2 separate regions of the Macaca mulatta genome follow, and region 1 is linked to region 2. The links are chromatin contacts, called in public Hi-C maps. All regions are on one chromosome and are shown on one strand. Each heading gives the region's core, a stretch centred on a gene start, on an enhancer-like site or on the middle of the called end of the contact. The rest is flanking DNA. Distances are from core to core; before and after follow the strand shown. Region 1 holds the start of VWA3B (von Willebrand factor A domain containing 3B). Region 2 holds the start of TMEM131 (transmembrane protein 131).

Region 1 (3,751 bases), core at 962-3,461, 120 kb after region 2:
GGCCATAAGCTCAAGCAGTGGCAGTGACAGACTTGTATAAAGAAAAGGAAAACCCATTTAACCTGAAAAGTAAACAGCACAAAGGTCAAATACTAACGAAAGGCTTGTCAAAGGCTAGTACATGGTTGCCAAAAGTGTGGTACTGGCAAGCGATGCTTTGAGACTGTACAGGTAGAGAGAAGTCATTAGGGCTGCAGCATCCATGGGAAGGCTTTGGGGAGAGAGAGAAGAGCTAGAGCTGACCCTGAAGGGACGGTGGTTCCCAGACTGTGGCAATCTGGGTGGCCCGAGTAAAGGCATCTGTGCTCAGAGACAGGGACCAGGCGGTTCTCTCTGGGACGGGGGTTTGTGTTGGAGACAATGAGCAAAAAGTCTAAAAGTACATCTGAGCCCTGAATGGTAAAGTTCAGAGGTTTGACAACAAGGATGGCAGTGATTTGATCAATGTCAATTACTGAGGTTTAAGGAAAGATCCAAATTATCTGTAAAAATGTAAATTCAAAACAAATTTGTCAAAAGTTCAGTATAACAGTGTATCACCACTGTGCTAAAGGTTTTCTTATTTCAAATAACTCAACAAACAAAAATGAGGCAAACCATTCTGTAACTAGCTAAACTGAAGTCCGTATCAACTATGTAATGCTTCAAAAGGACCTTAAACTTCTACTCACTTATCATTCTACAATTCAAGTAAGTAATGTTTCACATTTTCATCAGAATGTATGCTTATAGGCACATAAACATGAAAGACAGGGACAGATCATCTTGATGACTTGCATGTATGTGGCAAGTGTCCTAGGGAAAGGAGCAGGCATGGGGTGAAGGTGGAACAGGAGTGCCTGGCATGACCATGTGAGGCAGGGCATTTGGCTGTGTGTTGCTGTGTGCTCTGTCTCACCCCCGTGATCCAAGAATATTAGTGTGGCAGGGTGTGGACAGCAAGGATTAATGGGTCATTGGCAAACTTGGGCGAGGCTGGGGTTCCACTCCCTTCTGAACAGTCTTTAGTACTATCAACCTTTTGCTTGTTTTTTGGTGATGTGGATGGCAGGTTTCATTTGCAGGGCCAAACATATATAATCTAATAACTGTCAGGAATGATTCGTGATATGGAATCAAATCTTTCAGTATTTTGTAAATGATAGAGGCATTAAAAGAATGCAGGAGAAATAAATCCCTGTGGATGAAGCAGACTTTTCTCTTGGGGACGGAATTACTCAGTTCTAACATTAACTATGTTTTACTAGATCTTTGACTGAAAAACCTGCAAATGATCTGGCCAGTTCTTCAATTTTAAAATCCAAAATCGTTTACTATCCCAATAACCTAAAAACAATACTTACTGTGGGGTCTTTTATTACGATTTTAAAGATACTTTTCATAAGCACAATTTTATTTCCTAGTGACTGGAAAAATAGGAATATATTTAGAGCCTTTTGCTTAGTTGATAAGGTAACACCGAAACAAAGGTTAAAAACAAAGCTGAATGGAGAAAATAATGCCTCTAGGAATATTCATGTCAAACAGGTAAGAATGTTCTGGGCAACCGAGCCCCTGCCTCCACAATCTCAAAATCGCAGCTCCCTGTCCCTCCTGTCTGTCTACAAGGAACTGCCCCACCTCTTTTAAAGCTTCTTTCTCTGAACTGTGCAAGGAAGAGAGCATCGCCTCACAGTGCTGAGGTGAAAATTAAAACTACGCAGGGGTCAGTTCTCTGCACACTGAAAAGTATGAACAGAAGTTCGTCTGTAGCGTTTCCCGCAGTCTTCTCGCCTCTCCTTGGCGTCTGGCGCCTTCCTCCCCCATCTGCTCGCACCCTAGCTTTCCACCCCAGCTCATCAGTGTATTTGTTTGTTCATTCATTCATTCATATTCTCCGCTGTTGTTAATTTTCCCACTGACAGTAGGCGCAGGGGGCAACGCCATCCGCCCTGTCCCTCTAGCGTGGCCTCTGCCTGGGAGTCTGGGGTGGAGGTCGGCCCGGCCCGGCCCGGGTGGTTCCGCACCCCCGGCTTTCCGCACCTGGATCGCGGACGGCCTGGGCGCCCCGCCCCCTTGGCCCCACGCCCCAACCCTCGCCCCGCCCCCTTGGCCCCACGCCCCAGCCCGCGCCCCGCCCCCTTGACCCCACGTGCCCAGCCCACGCCCCAGTGAGGGCGCGCTCTGTAGGCGGGGCCGGCTCAGGGAGCCGCGCTGTGATTGGCCGTGTCCAGGAGACGCCGTCGTCAACAGACCGCGCTCGGAAGCCGAGGCGCAGGTCACGGAGACCTAGAACAGCCGAAGTCCTTCGCGCCGGCGCGCAGCCGTAGCTCGCAGGAATCGCTGCCTCAGCAACGGGATGCTTACCTCGTCCGCCCGCTCGGGTCAGGCGGGCCCGGGAGGATGGGAGGGTGACTGCTGAGCGGGAGCCGCCTCGTCTTCCCCCCGACGTGTTGCCTAGTAAGTGTGGGAGCGATCCCTGCCGCGCCAGGGCCGCCCAGGTGCCGAGCCTTCCCACGAGCCGCCTGGGGAGGTCTTGGAAAAATGCCGTTTCCGAGCTGGACCACACGCCCACTTTACAGATGCGGAAACGGTACCAGGAAAGCTCGGTGACTTGGCCTGGCCCACTTAATCGTCCGCTATCCGGGGCAAGCCGAGGGTCAAGGTACCGGCCCCTCCTACTCTCACCCGAGCCCACGGCCAGCCGCTCTGCGGGGGAAGCGGCTTTCCTAGTTTCTGTCTCTGCCCTAGGCCAGCAATGCAAGGGGATGAAATCCACCTGGGCTTTGAAGCGAACACAGGAACCAGAAGAAACACATTTGCTGTACATGATGATAAATATGTATAGTCTAAAAGCCAAAGCAATCTGCTTGCAATAAAGCTCCCCACACCTTTCTGTCCTGGAAAGGCCTCTGGCTCCCGCCCATTCCACACTTACACGGTTTCACAATCATATCACTTTCTTTCACCCTCCTTACAAGGGATAAGACTTAAGAAGTAGATTTAGTTTCCATTTGGTAGAGCTTTTCCTTTCGTTTTCTTGGAAACTCTCTGTTTCTTCTCAGCAATGACCTTCCCCCTAAAGCACTCCAATTATTCTCAGATTTTGTCTTGACTGTTTTCTCAACCGTGGGACAGTCCGTTTCAATATCCTTGTCTCTGTCCACATTATTTGAACCAATGATCACGGCCAAGCCTTGTCCCTTAAGGGCAGAAAAAATGGGGGGAGGTTTCAGGGTTTCTGGGGAACAGTTGCATCAGGATCCATCATGAGGCTTCGTCCCAGTTTCCTTTCTTCCTGGAACACTCATCGTTCACAAATTCACCTAAATCACAAGATACATGTCCACCTAGCCCAGACTTCTTTTTCAGAAACTAACAGGCGTATAGGAAATTTGGGGTGTTGATAATAAAGTAGCTAGAAGCTTACTGAATGTCTCAACTGGATGAATGGACTCTAAACCCTGCACCGTCCCTGAACCTCTGAGCACGTAGGACCTTTTCTCTGAGGGCATGCCGACTTCACAAGACTGTCGCCCAGGGCAGCCCAAGAGCATCCGCTTCCGGGAGCTGGGGCCCTTGGACTGCTGCCAGCTTAACCTTTCTATTTTCCCCAAAGCTTTGCCTGCCCACACCTTCAGTTCAGACTTTCACTTCCTTGTTTTTCCTTTTACACTTCCTCCTTCTTCTAAGGAAATACTTTCCTATCCAAACTCTATGTATGGTTCTTGGGATGGCCTCTAAAACTTAGGGCAATGCTTAAGTCCGGTAT
Region 2 (3,896 bases), core at 1,153-3,652:
CTATGTTCTATATTAGTATCATCCCCATTAATATCTTGGATAACTCTGCACACACACATTGTTCATACAGATAAGCATGGGCCACAAAGGATATCTGATTCACCCAGGACCACTGGCAGATTCAACCACTCCTTTAACACGAACTTAACACCCGGGCAAGTATTCTCCTCATCCAATCCTTACACACATCTATGGATATCAGAGAGGTGCACGAACATGTATAAACTATGCAAATGAGAAATTAGCGAATATATTTTAGGCTGACAGTTCTCCAACAAAAAATCTGTTTACTTAACTTTACCCAGAGTAAAGTTTTTATTAGCATATAAAATGGCTGTTGGAAAAATAAGCAGCAGTAGAAGGGAAATACAAACTTAATGCTTTACTAGATTCAATCATCATTTCATTTCCCTGTGCTAAGGGCGCATGAAAACAGTCATCCACTCAAATGTTAAGCGCCAGTGTTTGGCACCGTGCAAGGTAAACAAAAGAACAGAAAAGCAAGGACACAATGCCCACCAAGGTCTACCTGAAGTCCCACCCAAAAAATGTCCATTAAATTACTGCACTATTTTGGGTTCACTGAACACCCACTACATGCCAAAATGCTAGGTGCCACGATCACACAGAACACTCAACGAACTGCAGATCTGTGGCCAATGACGTATTATGACAACCCCAGGCCTGACTAGTCCTAAACCGGCAATATTTTATTCTGGAAATAATTCTGCTTCCATCAATTAATCCTTTCTATAGACGGCAATTCTTTGAATAATTTCCACCAATGTTAACCCAGACTAAGGTTGCTTAGAGAGTTAAATAAGGGAATGTAATGTGGACAAAAATAAAAGAAACAGTATCCTGAAGCACATTTACACTTTACTAATTCAGTTTGTATTTGCTTTTACCTTCAATAACAATAAAAAGCAAGTGACTTCAGTCAGAAAGTAGAACGTTAACTCTAAAGTTACCGTGGCAAGAAATTGTTTTCTTGTACGAGCAGTTTCATGTGCAATGCTAAACTAACAAGTTTTGCTTAGTTTTTGTTTTTTGTTTTTAACTATTCACTTAGTAAATTCTTCATGAAAGCTCTGTGACCATTCACATGTCCCTTGGCTCAAAAAGAGGTAGTGTAGATGAAATTACACTGATTTGGTCTTCAAGATTACAAAATAATTTTTGACCCTGTCCAAGTACCCGTTTTGCAGCAGCACGATACTAATGAGAGTTTTTTTAAGTAGGGGCCAGCCCTTAACCGTAAATTAACTGTAAGGGCTTGCAAACTGGCAACTTCACATTTATTTTTAAAGGCTTTCACATCAAAGACAAAGGCACCGAATTACGTGTTTTAAAATAAGAAACGCAAACAGGCTTTCAAAAGCTTACTAAAGACTTAAATGGAATTGTATTTACGTCTAACAATAAAGAGTCATCAATACCGCAAAGAGACATTAAAGGAGGAAGCTACAGGATCAAGATTCCCCTCGAAGAAATGTCTGAACAAACTCAAACTGAAATTTTGTAAGCTGCGTCTCGCTATTTTTACCGCATTTTAAAGTAAGCTCTGTTTGCACGCAACCAACCGCAACCAAGAAAACAGAAGTGTCCTAAAATGTACCTATTAGCCAAAATAAAGCCAAAAAATATGCCCCTCCTACCTAGCGGGCCAAGTGGCAAGAACGTACGAGAACTCAGGAAGTTTTGAAATGGCAGTGACAGGAGACGGGGGGGAAGGCAGGGGAAGGAATCACGGAGAGCTCGGGCCACTCCAAGCGGCGGGCGCTGCGAGGTCCCGGCTCGGGACGGGACCCGACCGCCCAACTTCGCGCCGGAGCCCCGGCCGCGGCCCTTCCTCCCGGCCCAGCCCGCCCGGCCTCCGCGAGAGCGGCGTGACAGCCCCGCCGCAGGGACGCCGCCGGGGGACACCCACCTTCCTTCTCGGCCCGCGCCGCGGCCACTACGAGGGTCATCACCAGGTGCAGCGCTCCTACGAGGCCGGCTGCCGCGCTGCGCGGGCCCCCGCTACGGCCGGCTGCGGGTTCCAGCCCGGCGCCGGCGGACGTGGAGACGGCGGCGGTGGTGGCTCCGGCTGCTCCTCCTCCCGCCCGCTTCCCCATCCCTGCCGGCCGGGGGCCGCCGCGCTCGAGGTCCGGCGCGGCCCTTCTCGGCGAGGCGGCGGCGGCGCGGAAGCCGTGGTCCGGGCTCTGGCCGCGGCGCCGGGGACGACAACGGTTCCGAGCCCAGGGCTCGGGCTCCGGGCGTGGGCCTGGGTCCGTGCGTGCGTGTGAGCGAGAGTGTCAGTCACGGTCTTGGCCTGGGCATCGCCTACAAGGAGTCGGAGCTGAGAGGCCGCGGGTCAGGCACGGCGGGCGGCCATACTGGAAACGGGCACGGGCCGCGGGCCCTGAGCGCTGGCCTGCGAGGGGCGGGGCGCGGCTCTGGGCACCGCCCACGTCGTGCCGACACCTGGGCGGTCCGCCGGTCAGCCTGTCCGCCCCGGAGCTCCCGGGCCCCACGTCGTCGTCCCGCTCTCGGAGGCCGGCGGCTTCCCGGCCAGACAGAACCAGGACAGAACAACCCCAGGCCGTCACCGCTGCCCGGTGCAGGAGAAGGAGGGAGGCAGGCCTGGGTTCAGCTGCCAGGACTTATGATGGCCGCTTCCGCTTCGCGGAGGCGGTGACGGCGATCACGTGGAGACGGGGCGGCCTTGCCGCGCAGCCGCCGCGTTGCGTGGGCGGGGCAGGGGCGGAGTTGCGGGGCGCTGGGAGTTTTGGCTTCTTCTCCGGCTCCGGGACGATCCTCCGTGCTCTGCGCTGCAGTGCTGGAGCCTTGCAGGGGTCTGAGTGCGCATCCGGACCGCGAGACGAGCGCGGAAAGTCCGTTCCAGTGACTCCTCCTGGTGGCACTCCCGCCTCTCGGCCGCTTTGACATCGAGAATACCCCGGGCCTGACTCAGTTCCTGGTGGTGCTTCCTTGAGGATGGTGACCCGCTGAACTCATCCTTGGGTCTTCCGAGTCATGGTACCCAGGAGGCGCTTGATGGAGTCCTCTTGCCTTGGCTTGTGCACGCTTTGGCGCGGAACACCTTGTGTGCAGAAAGCGTCAGTGACTCTGGACGGAGAAGGCAGAGGCGGACAGACTGCTCTTTAGAATATCCAGTAGCCGGCTTCCTCTAGGAAAAGTTCTTTTTTTATTTTTATTTTATTTTTTTTTTTTTTGAGACGGAGTCTCGCTGTGTCTCCCAGGCTGGAGTGCAGTGGCGTGATCTCGGCTCACTGCAAGCTCCGCCTCCCGGGTTCACGCCATTCTCCCGCCTCAGCCTCCCAAGTAGCTGAGACTACAGGCGCCCGCCACCACGCCCGGCTAGTTTTTTGTATTTTTAGTAGAGACGGGGTTTCACCATGTTAGCCAGGATAGTCTCGATCTCCTGACCTCGTGATCCACCCGCCTCGGCCTCCCAAAGTGCTGGGATTACAGGCTTGAGCCACCGCGCCCGGCCTTTTTTTATTTTTTAATTATGTATTTATTTTTGAGACAAGGTCTGGTTCTGCCGCCCAGGCTGGAGTGCAGTGGTGCGGTCTGGGCTCACTGCAACCCCGGCCTCCCGGGCTTAGGTGATTCTCAGGCCTTAGTCTTCGGGGTAGCTGGGACTACAGGCGCCCGCCACCACGCCACGCCAATTTTTCTTTTCTTTTAAGAGATGGTGTCTCACTATGTTGGCCGGGCCGGTCTGGAACTCCTGGGCTCAGGCAGTCCGCCTTCCAGAGTGCTGGGATCACAGGCATGAGCCATTGTGCTGGGCCCGGAAAAATTCTTAAGACGTCTATTTCCTTCACGAGCCATCTCGCACGTCTTAGATGCCCTTTTCATCTTAGGTTGAGCTTCTTGGTGTGCAC

Evidence for each region. Hi-C and Micro-C count contacts between places; a contact is called where the count stands out from the background.
Region 1: a Hi-C map of fetal cortex germinal zone shows a contact between it and region 2, with 2.5 times the contacts expected there. The contact joins the promoter of VWA3B here to the promoter of TMEM131 in region 2. A contact is called at or near these places in 3 of 14 Hi-C or Micro-C datasets (blood, fetal cortex germinal zone and liver).

The regions. Positions count from the first base shown.
Region 1 is chr13:6,184,876-6,188,626 of T2T-MMU8v2.0, forward strand. It overlaps VWA3B (von Willebrand factor A domain containing 3B), which reads left to right and starts at 2,212. Exons shown (of 29, transcript XR_013402590.1): 1 at 2,212-2,439. LOC144333672 reads right to left here. Exons shown (of 3, transcript XM_077958831.1): 1 at 2,347-3,751. The coding sequence starts at 2,809.
Region 2 is chr13:6,062,598-6,066,493 of T2T-MMU8v2.0, forward strand. It overlaps TMEM131 (transmembrane protein 131), which reads right to left and starts at 2,403. Exons shown (of 41, transcript XM_028832201.2): 1 at 1,931-2,403. The coding sequence starts at 2,117.